2 separate regions of the Sus scrofa genome follow, and region 2 is linked to region 1. Evidence: chromatin contacts called from public Hi-C data. All regions are on one chromosome and are shown on one strand. The core of a region is the stretch at or near the end of the contact, and the rest is flanking DNA. Distances in the headings are between cores, read along the strand shown.

Evidence for each region. Hi-C and Micro-C count contacts between places; a contact is called where the count stands out from the background.
Region 2: a Hi-C map of embryonic fibroblasts shows a contact between it and region 1, with 3 times the contacts expected there. The contact joins the promoter of LOC106504776 here to the promoter of C8H4orf36 in region 1. A contact is called at or near these places in 1 of 5 promoter capture datasets (fetal skeletal muscle), 5 of 47 Hi-C or Micro-C datasets (embryonic fibroblasts, fetal heart ventricle, heart right ventricle and 2 more) and 1 of 2 datasets of contacts at active chromatin or transcription factors (skeletal muscle).

What each region holds. Positions count from the first base shown.
Region 1 is chr8:131,968,075-131,970,672 of Sscrofa11.1, forward strand. It overlaps C8H4orf36, which reads left to right and starts at 1,297. Exons shown (of 10, transcript XM_013979046.2): 1 at 1,297-1,400; 2 at 2,530-2,598.
Region 2 is chr8:132,245,961-132,248,558 of Sscrofa11.1, forward strand. LOC106504776 (collagen alpha-1(I) chain-like) reads left to right here and starts at 1,320. Exons shown (of 5, transcript XM_021100555.1): 1 at 1,320-1,340. The coding sequence starts at 1,320.

The sequences.
Region 1 (2,598 bases), core at 47-2,546:
CAAGAGAGACCTCAGGAGGAAGCCACAATGCTTTTTATGACCTCGTTTCAGACGTTATGCTCTGCCTTCCACCATATTTGTTCAAAGGGAGACGCATAGAAAATAAGTTCCCATGTGGAGAACTCACAGACTCCTTTCTCTCAGAGGGACCCTGGACCCACCACATCCCCTCCCTGTGCCTTAATTTCTCTGCCTATAGAAAGAAAACAGGCCAGGAAACCACAGCCACTTCAACTCCAAGGTGGCCCATCTCTGTCCCATCGTGTGTGACCTCAGCTAACAGCTTAGTCTTGGCTTCCTTGTCACTAAAATGAAATGATCCTAGACAGTGGCTTGCAAACGTTTAGGTCCCCTCTGAGAACTATATTTTATTTTGAAACCGCACATACACACGGGCATGAGTGGGTTCCACAGGACAATACTGACAACACTTATGGGCATGTAGTAGACGCATCTCCCCTCCCCCACCAGGATACTAATTTACTTTAAAAATTCAAGTCAAAATCTACTATGGAGATCTCAAAATCCATGAATGTGTTAATCCACCAATGTGTTAAAATACGAACACCCCCTTTCACTTCCGGCTGCTCCTTTTCCATCGGTACTGGAACCCAGTGAAAGAGCAACCTTGTAATTTCTGGGAAGCACAAACGTACTGGCTGCAGGTGGCTTAACTCTGGGAGCCTGTTCTAATTAGTTGGGAGCCAATATCAGAGGGAGCTTGTCAGGGTGGAAGGGGTACTGTGTTTAGATTCAAAAGTTGGCCCTGCAGCTCACAAGCTGTTTGACCCTGTGCGGTCGTCAAGGACCTTAAAATGAACTAAAAGCTTATGAACTTAAAAGCTTAGTCCATTCCTCCTCTCTACAGGTGGAATAATAAGTAATTTTGGAATAATAAGTGATCCCTCCCTGTTCAATGATGCTGTGACTAGGCTCTTCCTCTGCCGCAGAGACCTTAGAGCCCCAATCTTCGCTCCTCACAACAATCCTGTAATATACAGGATATGATACTTGTTTTCTAGGTGAGGAATTGAGGCTTAGAGAACTTACGTAGGCAAGACCTGCAAGTTAGCAAGCGGCAGAACTAGAATGCCAAACCCGTCGTGGCTCCAAAACCCTCACGCAAGATGGAAGAGGACTATTTTCATTTGACGTTACCTGGTGACCATCTGACGCATGAAAATATTGACTCATCCTGAATCCCCACCGCACAACGACTTCAGAAGCGAGCGCAGCAGGCCACGCTTTCTGATCCTATGATGTGCTTAACACGTACCACGTGTTCCGAGGCCTGGCGTTTAAAAGGGCCTTGACGCACCCGGGCGCGCGGGCACAGGCACCGCGTCCCCTCCCGCCCCGCGGCGCGCGGAGACGCCCCACGGCGGAGCCCGCGCGTGTCTGTAAGTGGCGCCCCAAACCCCGTCCCCGAGTCGCTTCACACAACCCCCCTGGGGTTCGGAAGCGTTTTCAGGGAAAGGCCTCGCGGCGGGTTTGCTCCGTCAAACCACAAGCCGACCCTCGGCTGTGGGGCCCCGCGGGCGCGCGTCCCCGGCTCCGCACCCCGGGGCCCTCGCGGGCGGGGCCGGCCCCACAAAGGCCTTTATTGAGGCCGGGGCGTGACGCAGGGGCGCCCGCAGCTCCGCGCGCGCGCGCGAGCGGGAAGGAGGCGGGGGCTCGCGGCGCGTGCGCGGACATGCGCCCCTAGATGGGCGCGCGCGCGCGCGGCCCTCGACCCGCGGGGGACCGCGTCCCTCCCCGACCCCCGAGCGCCGGTAATGGGGCGCCGGCGTCCTCTCCCGCACCCGTCTCGCAAAGCCTGCGCGGAACGGGCGTCTTCGCCCCGCGTGTGGGGCCGATGGGAGGAGGAGCGGGGCTCTGGCGGGACGGCGCGCTGGGAGGGTTCCCCTTTTCCCCCTCCCCCTCCCTTCTTCCCCCCTCCCCCTCCCTTCTTCTCCCCTCCCCTTTCCCTTCCCCTCCCCCTTTCCCTTCCCCTCCCCCCTCTCGCCCCCTCCCCCTCCCCTCTCCCCCTTCTCGCCCCCTCTCCTCCCCCCTCTCGCTCCCTGCCCCCCATCTCCATCTTGATCTCCAGAGCCAGTTGCTCCCGGAATCTTTGTGCATAGTGGGTGTGGTGCTTAAAGTGGGCCACTTTTTAAGTTCAGAAGTTTGAAAAAGGGAAAACGTGGAAAGGTTTGCATTCTTTAAAGGGCTCCAGCGGAAGACGGAAAGTTCCTGTGCCCCCAGACCTGTTTGTTGCCACATCGCCAGACACGATTTGGTGATGAGGTGTTTGAGCCAGTTAGGCAAGTGTAGGCAATGACAAAATCCGGGCCGGAATGCCGATGCTGTTCACCTGACGTTTTCTCCTTACATGGCGAGAAACGGTAAAATGGCATCATGGAACACGAAAGACGGTGCTGCAGTAGGAGTTCAGTTCATAAACATTAATTAGGGACGTTCAGAATTTTTTTCTGAATATTTTGATTATTTGACTAGTAAAAGTATCCAAATGAATATTTTAACATTAATTAGGTGCATGGCAATCATTTCAAGCAAAGTCAACCGAAAATCTGAGTCATTACACCAGGCACCTGTGTAAGG
Region 2 (2,598 bases), core at 70-2,569, 280 kb after region 1:
CCTAGACTCACAAGATTACTGGAATTCCTCTTCCCGGAAGAGTTTACGGACCACGGTTTTGATGTGACCTATTTACAGTGACCATCTAACTTTAACGTAGACCATGGAATGCTCTATATGAATTTACTCATTCAAAGCTTTTTCAATCCATTGGCTCGTTCAACCCATCTTAATTTTCAAATTAAGGAAAGTTCTCAGAGGAAAAAAAGGGAAATTCAGAGCAACAGACCCTGACCCTTCCCATCAGTGCTAATCCTTCTATCCTGAGACCCAGCAGCCTTCTCCTTTTTCAGGTGCCTGACATTTTAAAGGGACATACACTCAAATGAGTCACACCTGGTTACATCAGAGGCCTGACAGCAGAAAACTCACTGTACTAATTCACGGCACAGACTTCTCCCAAAGCATATTCCAAAACAGGACCATGTTGACAGGAATACCTCTGCGTGTGTGTGTCTTTTTAGGGCCACACCTGTGGCATGTGGAGGTTCCCAGGCTAGGGGTTGAATCGGAGCTGTAGCCACAGCAACACCAGATCCGAGCCACATCTGTGACCTTCGTCACAGCTCACGGCAACAACGCTGGATCCCTAACTCACTGAACGAGGCCAGGGATTGAACCTGCGTCCTCATGGATGCCAGTTAGATTTGTTTCCACTGAGCCACAATGGGAACTTCAACAGGAATATCTCTTAAATGCACTGGCTTGGAGCATGGTAGCATTTCCTTTCTATTTCAACTGGTATTAATCACAATTTATTATACCACAGAGAAGTCTTGTAGATTATTTAAAAATTACCAACTCCTGTCAAAAAAAAAAGAGGAAGCAGAAGCAGGGCTTGTCCCCAGGAGTCCCCTTCTCTATACGTTTGGGCTGGACAATAAGATGAGCTAGAAAAAGACATGCTTGGAGTTCCTGCTGTGGTACAGCATGTTAAGAATCCGGCATGGTCTCTTTAGCAGCACGGATGCGATCCCGACCTGGCACAGCGGGTTAAGAAGCATCCATCATTGCCACAGCTGTGGTGCAGGTCACAGCTGCTGGCTCAGATGAGTTCCCTGGCCCAGGAACTCCCATATGCCTCAGGTGGGTGCAGCCAAAAAAAAAAAAAAACCAAAACCAAAACCAAAACCAAAAACCTCAACTGATAGAGGAGAAGCTGCAAGGCCTCTCATCCACTCCTTAACCTATTAAAAGTACAATAAGGCAAAGATTAGACCGTTTTTTAATAATTAAAAAATACTCATTTCAAGATTGATACCTATTATCTACCAAAAACAACTGATTAAGCAAGTCTGTTTACTTCCTGCATAGGAGGCATGCCTCCAGAAAAACACAAAGTAAGTTTTACAACTTTTGACCTCATCAGAGTATCAAAATCCATGCTTTAGACTGCCATGGTTTTAAGGGTTTGTATACATATGTTACTTGTGACATGAAAAGTTGAAGCTGTTTACAAATATTTTTAGACGTTGGTAATCACTCCCCAAAAAGTAAGCAGGCTTTACAAGCAAGTAAAAGTTTTGGTGGGAAAAATGTAAATTCAAAGACAAATTTACATAATACTGTAAAAAAAAAAAAACACTTACAAAAGTGAAAGACACTACAGATTAGTTCCTTTTCTTAATAACTAATCCTAGTTATTTTTCTATTTTTAATTCTAGTTTCCATCCTACCATCTCTCCCCCACATACTCCCACAAAGCCTCTAGAACATCAAAGTTAGAACACAAAGTTATTCTGAAAAAAGTATAATGAAATTAGGATTGGGCCACAAAGCAGATGATTTGCCTCTGTAGGAATTTACTGAATCAACACATGCATGAACTTAATAAATAATACTCCTAATGATATTAACAGAAGAAATAATTTGTAGCCTAGCACCAATGCAAGCAGCCAATGAGCATAAAGCATGTTTTCACGCTGACCCTGCCAACCCAGTAACCAAGACGTTGGGAAAATACCAAAGCCTGTTTCATAAAACAAGGACTTCTAATTCTATCCCCCCTCCCATCCTTTAGTAAACTCTGGAAAGCTCAATTTTAAAATGTCTAACTAGTTACCTGCGCCCTTCGACCCACAGATCAGGTGTCCTACATTTTGTTTAGGTCCCCGCCTTGAAAACAAACCCGATTGCCCCATTTTCTGAGAGGTAAACTCGGCTCCAGGCAGTTCCCAATGAAGTCACCGCGTTTATTTCTAAGATGCAATTAAACGAAAATGACACAAGGCTGTGGAAGAGATTAGCTGGAAGCGTGTGGAGGTGTCGATCAAACGTGTACGGCCAATGAAAACGTAATATTTTAGTGGTAATATCTGTTCCCGCTCCCTTTCTCCAATACAGAGACGACGGGGAGAAATGAAACTTTAGTGAAAACTTTTTTGCCTTTACCAAACTTCAGCTTTCCGAGCTACAGTATTGTGTAATGAGCGAAGGCGAGGGGTGGTTAACTCCAGCACGCAGAAAAAAAGCAATGAAAGAGCTTGCATCAGGCAGTGTCTCTGCCTGCCCTCTTCCCCACCCCCCCACCCCCTCTTCTCCGAGCCCTTACATATACACATTCTTCTGGGCGGCCTCTAACCACACCATGTCCACAAT